Linked DNA regions of Mus musculus: region 1 is linked to region 2. Evidence: chromatin contacts called from public HiChIP or PLAC-seq data. All regions are on one chromosome and are shown on one strand. Each heading gives the region's core, a stretch centred on a gene start, on an enhancer-like site or on the middle of the called end of the contact. The rest is flanking DNA. Distances are from core to core; before and after follow the strand shown. Region 1 has its middle 22 kb from the start of Gm35019. Region 2 has its middle 82 kb from the start of Gm15942.

Region 1 (5,930 bases), core at 847-3,346, 100 kb after region 2:
GATCTCCAATTCCGTCCTCTGTAAAATGGGATTAATAACAGCCCTTATTTGTGTGGTTGTATCAAATATATAATGAGGTCATACAACCTGGGAATTGTATCATCAAATGTCAGCATCAGCACTTCCACCTCTGTAGCCTCCCCTCCCCAGCCTGAAACCTGCTTGCTCACTGGTGGAGCTTGCCGCTCAATCACTCAATCGTTCTGCCATGCCCACTGCTGGAACCTGCCGCTTTGCTGTTCCGGAGTCATACACGTGGTCACCCTGCTACTGGACTCCAGGATTATTTGGCGGGAATCGGGCCCCTCCCCCTCCTTCATAACTGAGTGTCGGAAATAAAAAATTGAGCTTTGATCAGAATGACTGTCTTAGCTACATCTTCCTCTCGTGCCACCTAGCCCCTCTTCTCTTCCAGGTTTCCAAGATGCCTTTCCAGACTAGAACCCAGACGTGTGATCCGCTGGCCGGACACAACATACCTCTACCCCCTCCCCCTATCATGTGGAGCCACGGCATAGGGAGAACTGAGGAGGTATACGTGTGGTTCGATCATGAAGCAATCCACAGGCTGAGAGAGGATGGTAATCTTTACAAATACTCCCAGAGTGCCTCTATGTCCTAGATTTCTGATTTCAAACAATATGATCAGTATCATTAACCAACTGACTAGAGATTTAGTGCTTTATTTAAAAGAGTTTAGAAAAAAAAATCTGGGTATTACAATCCTAATTGTTTTTCAATTAAATTCAATAGGCACCATAGAGTCACACACAAAGCAGTAAGTGTCTTCATAATCAAACTGTTTGCATTCTCACTGAGAAGTGTCTGGAATCTGTGGTCTCATTAACTGGAAGCATTCTTTGTCCTCATTTAGGCAGATAAGGCATCTGCTCCCTAATAACGATGCCACAGGGAAACTGCCTCCAAAATCATTTTGTATTTCCTTCTTGGATAAATTTGCCAAACTTTGTAACTTTGTAGGGTTCTCTCAAGAGAAAAGATAAATTTACATCCATCCAAAAATGTTGCTTCTAAATCAAATTGCTCCCAAAGTGTTTCATTTGCATACTCAGATGATGAAGCACAAAGTATAGTTCTGTTGTTTTTTGGTTTTTGGTTGTTGGTCTTTGGTTTTTGGTTTTTGGTTTTTGAGGGACTGGTGGTCAGAAATGTGTAGTGGCAGGGACTTAATCATAGTGATCCGGAGTTTACTAGCCCAACAAAATAGAAAATATGGGTTGGTGTCCTTCCTAACTTTTATGTTAACCTGACACAAACTAGTTATCTGGGAGGAGGAAGTCAACTGAGAAAATGCCTCCATCAGACCAGGATGTAGGCAAGCCAACAGGGCATTTTCTTAATTAGTGACTCATGGGGAGAGCTCAGCCCATGGAGGGTAGGGCCATCCCAGCACTGGTGTTCCTGAGTCTATAAGAAAGCAGGCTGAGCAAGCCAGGGGAAGCAAGCCAGTAAGCAGCATCAGCTCCTGCCTTCAAATTCCCGCCCTGTTTGAGTTCCTGTTCTGACTTCCATTAGTGATGAACAGTGATGTGCAGGAATAAGCTAAATAAGCCCTTTCTTTCCCTTTTTCTTTAGGTCATGGTGTTTCATCACAGCAATAGAAATCTCAGCTAAGACAACTAGTAAATGACATCACATGACTAATTAGAACTCATAGGTACATTTCCTGAAAGAGGAATGAGTTTTTCCTGGTTATTTTGACTCAGTTGCTATAAGACTGAAGTATTATAGTTTGAATATGAAATGTCCCCAGTAACAACGTTCAGAGGTGGGGCCATTAAGAAGTGATTGGACCATGGGGTTCTAACTTAGCCAGTGGGATAATGAGGCTCAAGTTAAGTATGTGCCTTCAAACAGACACCTGCTACTTGCTATGTGACTCTGGACAACTTTTTCAACATCCCTGAACCTCAGGGATGGATCTTCATTTATACTCAGTAGAATACTAATGCCTGACTTACAAGGCTGCTGTAAGACTTTGTAGAGCAGAGTTCATAGTTCCACAGACTGTTGAAGAAAAGCCTTCCTTAACAGCTGGAGGAAGTGGTCACTGGGGATGTACCGTTGAAGGCTGAGGTTTGATCTTGGCTGCCAATGAGGCTTTGTTCCACCACAAACTCCTTCTCACGCTGCTCTGCCTTAACATAAGCCCACAGCAGCCAGCCATGCAACCATTGACCAAACCTTTCCAAAGCCATGAGCAGAGTTCAATCTTCCCTCCTTTAAGTTGACTTTGCCTGGGAATTTTGTCACATTGATGGACAAGTGATTAACGCAACGGTCCACAAGTGTCAGGGCACACTATAGGCTTCATTCCATCCAAACGCCAGGTCATATCAGTTCTCTGTTTGGCCATTTTGCTTAGAGTTTAATCTGAACTACATTTCTTTACTTAAAAAGACAAAAATAAATGGATATGCTTCCTTTATTAACTCTTCCTTCTTGCCCCCACACCCAGGGGAGGCTATTGTAGATGGACATGTTATGAAAAAAATAACAGCCCTCAGACTCTTTAGAGATCTGCTGCACATGGCATTTAAGATGTTCAAGTTTTCCATAATAGACAGGCCCCTTCCTAATGGGAATCCCATGGTCTCTAAGGAAGACATATTGGGCGCAATGACTCTACCTGGATTATGGTAACACTAACCATTGGCTCACACTTCACCTGCCACCAGGACTCTGCCCAAACTGTGGATATTTTTGGGTTGATTGCCCTACTCTACCTGGTCAATGTCAAGTCAATTTCTCCAAGTTCCTCTATAGGAAAAATCTCTCTATAGGAAAAAGACCTGGGTCTGACAGCCATAGGCCAATGCTGTTCTGTAGTCACCTGAAGATTAAATGCTGTCCTGTATGACAGCTGAAGACCTACAACCACTGCCCCCAGAAAAACTGTGGAAATCACCAGAGCCTACGGTAACCTAGGTAATGGGTCTCAGTTGTTTTAATTGATTCATAGGCCAGTTAGATTATACTTCCAGCTATAGTTTATCTTTCTCAGATCTCTGATGGTTTGAGATCTGTAGCTTTAACAGCAGCAAGCATACTAGCCACTTCCCCAAGGCACGAACTGCCTGCTCAGTTTCCTTCATACATAATAACCAGGTCTTCTTTACCCTGAGACTCAGCTGAGAAAGACAGTTTACCTTGCGACCAGACTCCAAATAGAGATAAATTCACAAAACACATTTTAAAGTAAGTTTTTAAAAAATACTACACACACACACATACACACACACACACACACACACACACACACACACACACGATACACTGTAGCTGTCTTCAGACACACTAGAAGAGGGTCCATTACAGATGTTTGTGGGCCACCATATGGTTGCTGGGAATTGAACTCAGGATCTCTGGAAAAACAGTCAGTGCTCTTAACTGCTGAGTTATCTGGACAGCCCCTCAAAGTAGCTTTTTAATGTTCCTTTAAATTAATTTGCTTTATAATGACTGTTGTCAGTAATGTCCGAACTGTGTCTCATGGCAAATAATTAGATTTTTAAAAACTTAAAAGTTTATATAAGTTCTGGGGGTCTTAAAATATTCTAAGGTATATAAATACAAGTTGTAAAGGTCTAATGAAGTGTTTTAAGCTATATTTTTTAAAAAATGTTCCAGATTTTCCCCCTCTCTGTGCTACTGCTATATTAAGAATTCATAAGTTCAAAGTTTTAACATTAATCAACAGAGTTCTAATGCACTATTAATCTAGTTCTGGTAAACTACTGTTAATGTTATAATCACAACTTCAATATTTTAATTATCCATTGGTTGTTTTTAAATATAAACTTGAAAACTGCTTCTCATTGTGCTAAAATAAATCTCTGTCTAACCTATACATTCAGCATTCTGGAAAGTGTGTTAATGCCTTTAACCCAAAATCATTTTGGGGTGTGCAAAGCTTTACTATATGTAGCCTCTCCCAGCCTTGAGCAGGGTGGTTCAGATCTATTTTGCCACTGTGAATGAGACCACCTGGGGTGGAATCTTCCCTTCTATTGCTCTGTCACCTGCGAACCACTACCCGCTGAGCGGCCGAACCTGTCTTCCTGAGATATTTCTGAGATAGCTGACAACCTGTGGAATTGGCGACCTAGTGTTAACAACTTGGCAACAAAGCATCAAGAAGCCTGGTGTGGCAGGGGATGAGCCTCCCCTCTTTATAAGCACAGACTCTTAGTAAACATTGGGCCTTGACCAGAAATCTGTCTTGGTTTCATTTCTTCTCTCGCCATTTCCTCCCTTATAGCTCCAGCCTCCCACTCAGTTCGTGTGGCCACAGGCAGCTACAGATGGCGTCTGAACAGGAACCTGAGTATGGGAGGACAAACTGAGAGAACACTGTCTCGGTAGAGCTCTACAGGAAGATTAAGAAGAAGATGTATCCAGCACACTGAGCAACACTTTGTGTTCATGTATTCACACTAGCCCTGGCTTTAAACTTCATCCTTTCAAAATTGTTGCTGTAGGTGCAAAAGGATACAAGCTAGATTGAGTCAGCATTGGCCCAGCGCTGATATCAGCTAGGGGTTGACAGTGGAAAATGGGAGTAAAAAAGAAAACAGGCATTTGTCCGCAGTTAAGAACTGCATCAGGTGAGAGGAGTAGGGCTTAAAATAATAAAATAAAATAAAATAAAATAAAATAAAATAAAATAAAATAAGTAAAATTCAAAAAATAGGGAGATACACAAATGACATGAGAGAGAGAGAGAGAGAGAGAGAGAGAGAGAGAGAGAGAAGAAAAATGGATTTCAGAACTCTTCCAGGGACAGAGAGAAATCCAGAGACATCCGGCCTTCTCTCTGGCCCCTACAGAAGACACTCTGAGTTCTGGTTACATCAAGTTCTCTACCTTCTCTGTATTGTCTGTGTTTGGTGCACCAATATGTCCAGGTGTCCATTCATGTCTATCTTTGTTTCGTTGTCTGAATGACTGTTGTTCTATGTTTCATGTTGAAAAGAAAAATAATGTTTAAAACTTTATCTGTTGGCTACCCATCTCTAGATTCAGTCTCAGTTTACACAGCAGGGGCTGATTTAAGTTGCCCCACACCTTAGCCAGGAGTGACGCACAGCAGTGTAGCTCCTACTGAAAAACTGTTTTCGAAGAAAAAAAAAGTCAGAAAGCTGTCTGAAATGGTCAGATTTGGACACAGGAAAGCCAATTGCCAAGCTCTGCCAAGGCACAGTAAGCAGTCCTTCATATTCCTGCTTCACAAATATATCTGTCATATGTAGGCCAGGATGCTGAGGATGGATGCTCCAGTGTTATAGAGAAATTTTGGGTAGCTGTCCAGGCAGCCAGCAGTCTGTTTTGGAAGCTATTAGTCTTACATTATGTAAGAAAGATTTTTATTGTCTCTGCTTCAATACAAAAAAGCTAAGAGTTTGAATCTTTCAGTGTGGAAAGTATTTTATTAGCTAATGCCTCTAAAGGGAAGTTTACTTCAAATCTTTGCTCTCACACAGTGAGCTTTAAAGTTCTTGGGAGTAGCTATTGCTCCAGAAAAGATTCAGAGGCAATATCTTTTTAATATTTAGGGTTTTAGTTATACTAGAAAATTGTGGTACAGAAAATTTAAGAAAGAAAAATTGATTTGCTTCAAATTATTTTCAAAAGCTCCCAGGAGATGTTAATTGGCTAAGACCTCACCTTAAGGTATTAAGGTGATTTAAACCTTTGTTGGATGTTATCAAGAGAGATACAAATTAACTGGTAAAGAACAAAAGGTTTTGCAAAAACTAAAGAAGCTTTTATAATTGTTATCAATTATAATCACTGGTAATTAAATATTAGCTGCCTATTTTAGTTATGGTTATTAAATGTGCCCACAGCAATTCTTTGGCAAAAGAAAACATTAATGTAAAATCATCTTTTTTAATCTCCAAGTAAAG
Region 2 (5,415 bases), core at 2,499-4,998:
GCACCAGAATAAAGTGAGGACCAAAGCCACCCGGCCCAGACACATTAAAGCCTCCCTCTGTGCTCACACTCACCCTAATGTACACAGCTAAGACCTCACGTGCAGTACTCACCCTGTCCCTAGTACTGAACAAGGTTCGTTCTCCTTTAAATGCATGCAGTGGTCAAGCAGATTTCCAAAAATATCTTTCATAACACTGTGGCTACACTATAGACATCCTATACATTGACTCATACAAAAGTCTTTACATGCAGATAATAACAGAGAGTACCCCAAATGTTAACTCTGGGTGCCTTCAAACATCAGATGCATGCATGATAGCCTCGCAGTCATGTTCCTTAAAGCGCAGATGTGAGACGGGGATTTCTCATTTCAATCCTGCTGAAAACAACACCCGCGAATACTGACCTTCAGAAGAACGTCTCCAGAACATGTGTTAGAACAGGAGCCTTTGGTAAGGAGGACAGCAAGCTCCAGAAGCGTCTCTTTACTCTAGGTACCTAGAATAATTTACGTACAATTATTTCCCAAAAGGTAGGATCACCTCTGGTCTTACAGAGAAGCAGCACGCAGCCTGTATGAGACATCCTGCCTGCAGCCTGTATGAGACATCCTGCCTGTGTCTGCACAGGGAAACCCAGTTCCCTCTCTCAGCCTTCCGGACAGCTCCGTGGGGCAGGGACTGTCATTATTACTACTGTAACAGCTGTCACCTGGCAATCAAGCTCCATGGGGTCCGCACGGCTACCACAAGCAGAACTAAGTGGGAGGTCTGGCTAGCCTGGCTCCAGAGGGGTTATGTTCACCCCACGGCAGACCTCAGAAAGCCTCCACATTTGCTATCTCTTATACAAAACAAACAAACAAAAAACCAACCACAAACAACAAAAAACAAAAAGACCTTTGTTTAAGATTGCTCTGACCAAGCTGTGAAAAGACACCAGGTGTCCACAAACTGAGAGACAGGCATCAATCCACAGGGAGCCACTCTGAATGCAAGAACTGGTTCACTCTGTCAAGTAAACTGAAGTGAGCCTCAGATTAGAATGGCAGGAAGGGAGCTATACATGGTCTTTGGATCATGAAAACTGAAAAAAATAAATAGAACAATTAAATGGTTTGGCACAGAAAAAAGAGAGGTATAGAAGGGCCTAAAAATAGTTCCCAACACATTTCCACTTTAATAATAGCAGACTAGCATACATTCTCTTGTAAATGCCACCCAGGCAACCAAAAATATGAAGGTATTTGGAAAAGTGTGTGTGTGTGTGTGTGTGTGTGTGTGTGTGTGTGTGTGTGTGTGTGTGAATTTGCCATCTCTTGAACAAAAATGATCACTACTATAAAATATATTAATTAGAACATCATATAAAGAGTAGGCATAGAGGGAACGTCACTAATAAATAATAAGTATACAGTTGTAAGGCAATAAAGGTGTCTCTATCTAGGAGGCAGAACACATTACTGCCTCAACTTCAGACCAACTTTGGACCAGTCTGTTAAGAAAGATGTTCTTTAAACTATTTGGGGGCCAGCAAGATGGCTTAACTGATAAGGGCACTTGCTGCTAAGCCTCGAGGCCAGAGTTCAGTCCCGGAACTCACAGGGTAGAAGGAGGGCACTGATAGGTGTCTGCTGCCCCCGATGCCTGGTTTGTGGTATCCTGTGGGGCATACATTCACATAGTCACACACTAAATAAATAAATGTTTACAAAATCTCTAAAGACAGAGACCATGGGTTTGAAGATGAGCAGGGGGTAACTTAGGAGACTTTGGGCAGAAGGAAGAAAAAGAGGACATGATGTAATTATGTTATAATCTCAAAAACATTTTAAAAGCTTAAAATGTTTTAATTAAATGAAAAACACCTGGGCTGGCAATGTGACTTAGAGGGTTGAAGTAGTTGCAGTCTAAGCCTGATAGACCCAGTTCAAGTCCTCAGAATGACATAAAAAGGGAGGAAAAAGCCAACGCACAAAGCTCTCCTCTGACCTCCTCAGCTGTGTCCTGGCACCCAAGCATACCTTCCCACATACACAAACACACACACATACACCAATATAATAAATACAATACTTTTAAAAAATTAACTTTTTTCTGTTTTTCAAAGTTCAGGTTTTCATTTCATAAACCAAAGTGTGGTAGGTTGGCAAAATATAAAAACATTTTTAGAGCCGGGCGTGGTGGCGCACGCCTTTAATCCCAGCACTCAGGAGGCAGAGGCAGGCGGATTTCTGAGTTTGAGGCCAGCCTGGTTTACAAAGTGAGTTCCAGGACAGCCAGAGCTACACAGAGAAAACCTGTCTCAAAAAACCACACAAAAACAAAAACAAAACATTTTTAGAAAATTCTCTTCTGTCCTGGTTAACTAGGGTGGCTCTGCACAGCCGCCATCTGCCTTGAACGGTCACTCTGCACTCCTTTTCCCTCACAAGCGGGTTCTGCTGTAAATGCTAGATCACGTGATCACCTTATCCCCATCCCCCCCTCCCCCACCCCCCACCCCGCCCCTGAAGCCCTTCTTGACCATTTATAACCTGTTAGCAAGGAGTTGCAAAGTTAGATGAGCAAAGCAGCCACTGGGGACACAGGGCCCAGCCCCTCATTCTGTCTGCCCTCCCCCCACCAAGAAGGGAGCAGCTTCCTATGGCCGCTGCGCTCCCCCAGGCTAAGCAATGAAAATAAACTGAAATTTCCAAAACTACCAGTCCCAAGAAACTAACTTTCTTTTTAAACGGATTGTTGTAGCTATTTTATTACAGTAACTAAAGCTAACTAATACAGACTGCCTGTCCGGTCCTGCCCCTGAAGCTGGTCCGGAAAACTCATCAAAATTATTGGCTTGGCTTTCTGCTCTGCATTAGCACAAGGTGTGGTCAACTCCTAGTCCGGAGCTGCTGAGTCCATTAGGATCTCGGCCAGACTTCAAGGATGTTCTTTGGTCCTGCTGAGAAATGGGGTTTAGGTAAACAGTGAAACCCAGGGTAAGGATCTAGGGTGGCTTTAGCATGCCTGCATCTGTAGTCCTAGAGGAAGTGGCTATAGGAACTCAGTACGCTGCTGTACCAAGAAGGCAGCTGGCAGAAGCTGGTGTGCCTTGGCATACAGACTGGCAACCTCCAACATGATGACCGGAGAAGGAACGAGAGAATTGTGCCCTGCCTCCCCTCACACATCTGTCATCTGCTGGACCCAGTGTTGATCAGAAGACAGACACTAGTACTGATACCACTGACCAAGGCTACGTCTAGGACACAGGGGGGGGGGGGGGGGAAGGGAGCCAGCCAAGATGATATGGAGGCAACAACTGGAGTTACCCAGCCCATACACTGCCCGGTCCCCTACCAAGAAGCTGTGCTCTAAACAGGCAAAGTAAGCTGCCCTGGTCATTCTCTGGGAAATAAGCTGTCAAAAGCAGGATGCATCAGTAGCATTTGTGTAGGGCCAGGCCAGCTTCATGGTGTACAGGACCCCATACTAAGAAGGGCACCGCTACAGCCTCACAACCTTCCATCCTTCCCATCACCAACTTGAACTTTTCTCTCTCTCTCTCTCTCTCTCTCTCTCTCTCTCTCTCTCTCTCTCTCTCTCTCTCACACACACACACACACACACACACACACTCTGTCACACACACACACACACAATGGCTCTTGTTTTTTTATTTCTTTCAAACCCTACAGTTTATGTAGCTGATTTCCTGCTGTAAGGCAAACCTTTTCCTTCAGCTGGTGAGCTGGTGAAACTTAATTCTCTAAGTAACTTTGATCAAAGCAATGAAGATTCAGCTGATGTGGCGGGATACAACAGAGCAGTAGCTCACCTTTTATTTTTTGTTTCTCTTTCTTTTCCTTACTCTAGTTCAAAGTCAAACAGCAAAGTGGTTGGAAAACCAAACTCAGGCCCTCCCCTTCCCCAGAGAAACAGAACTCAAATACAATTGCCTCTCAGTGACTGGGTTCAGGTTCTTCCTCTGGGTAGGTGTTCAGTGCGGGAAACCAAACTCAATAATTCATGCACTAGCATGGGTGTTCCTGCTACAGCCCCCTTGGTGGGCTCCTGTCATTAAATTAGTAAGGCAGATGACGGAGCTGCACTGAACCTTACCTTGTACCCTTGGTACATGTATCTAGGCACCTGGCCGAAGGGTGGGAGTGCTGACACATGGTAAGGCTGGCTGAGGACCCAGCTGCACCTGTATAGAACATTTCTGAACAATGTTCTCTAAAGGGAGAGAAACTTGAGTCTGGCCTGCTTCTGAGTTCTTTCCTTAAAATGTCTCCAACACCCTCAGCCTTCCCTCAGACTTTCTCAGGGCATTTCTGAAAGCACTTGGGCAAGCCCTCAGCAGGAAGTGTCTGCAGCCTCTCCCCTCCATTCCCTCCAAGGCCATCGAGCAAAGCCAAGTGCAGAAGACTCCCTGTGAAGGTCAGGTCGGGCTAATATTGTCAGCCCCCGAACCCCCACTCGGTTTTGAAACAATGATGTATTCTAGGTTCTGGAGGGAGATAAAATCTAAGTCTGACACAGAATAGAGAATCAAGAAAGGCATGTGCACCCCTAAGCCTGGTGGTAGAATGAATGGGCTCCCCAAACTATGCCCCAGAACCAGAGAAAATTAACTTTTCTTTAGAAAAAAAAAAAAGGGACGCTCTTTGCAGATGCAAGTAAGGATACTGAAAAAGACCAGTGTGGGTGCTGAAGGTGGGCCTGTACCCCACGGAAAGTGGGCCTGCACCCCACAGAAAGTATCCTCAGAATCAACCACAGAGGAGAGGAAGACAGACTTTGGAGGCCAAAACACCCACAGCCAGCAGAAACTAAAAGAGGCAAGCCACCAGGCATGGTGACACACACCCAGAGTCCCAGAGGCTCAGAAGGCTAAGGAACATCTGAGCCCACAAGTTCAAGAGCAGCCTTGGCAACATAGGACTGCCCCATCTCTAAATAAATAAGTTAATTAATTAATTAATTAATTAACTAACTAATTATAATTGAAAGAACTATTTCTCTTTGAGCATCTAGAAAAAGTGGGGCTCAGCAACACCTCTGCCTCTGGATATAGAGCCTGCACAGCTGTGAGCGAATCAATGTATGTCTACTGTGTCAAGGTGCCTAGTTTGTGACAGTCGATTCCATGGACACAGGAAGCAAGGCCTGAACCCTGTGTGTCACTCATGACATCAACTTTTCAGGCAGCAGGGAGGGAAGCTCTGAGTCTTCTAAAAGCAGCCTTTTCCACATGCACAGAGGACTTCAGTCCAGTCCCAGAACGAGACCAACCTCTTTCCCCACTTCAGATGGCATGCACTTGGTGGCACTAATATCTGGTTCTCATGGAGCTTTCTTGGGCTACAAACCCCTCAAGCCATGCCTGAGTACTCAAGGGACCAGGTCCACCAGAACAACACTAG

The links. HiChIP or PLAC-seq counts read pairs in DNA pulled down with a chosen protein or histone mark.
Region 1: an H3K27ac HiChIP or PLAC-seq map of T-cell acute lymphoblastic leukemia shows a contact between it and region 2, with 2.8 times the contacts expected there. The contact joins two enhancer-like sites. A contact is called at or near these places in 4 of 39 promoter capture datasets (the 3T3-L1 cell line, frontonasal cranial neural crest and second pharyngeal arch cranial neural crest), 5 of 484 Hi-C or Micro-C datasets (cerebellum, cortical neurons, muscle stem cells and 2 more), 5 of 115 datasets of contacts at active chromatin or transcription factors (T-cell acute lymphoblastic leukemia, double positive thymocytes, embryonic stem cells and 1 more) and 2 of 9 other capture datasets (adipose tissue and pancreatic islet).

The regions. Positions count from the first base shown.
Region 1 is chr15:37,883,230-37,889,159 of GRCm38.p6, forward strand. No RefSeq gene overlaps it. Among named protein-coding and RNA genes, the nearest start is that of Gm35019, 22 kb to the right of the region's middle. Within about 2 kb of position 2,097, at least 18 of the 459 cell types and tissues checked have an H3K27ac peak or open chromatin away from gene starts, as enhancers often do. A contact at or near this core is called in T-cell acute lymphoblastic leukemia and double positive thymocytes, where this site is marked.
Region 2 is chr15:37,779,728-37,785,142 of GRCm38.p6, forward strand. It overlaps a transcript of Ncald not described here. Among named protein-coding and RNA genes, the nearest start is that of Gm15942, 82 kb to the left of the region's middle. Within about 2 kb of position 3,749, at least 12 of the 459 cell types and tissues checked have an H3K27ac peak or open chromatin away from gene starts, as enhancers often do. A contact at or near this core is called in T-cell acute lymphoblastic leukemia and double positive thymocytes, where this site is marked.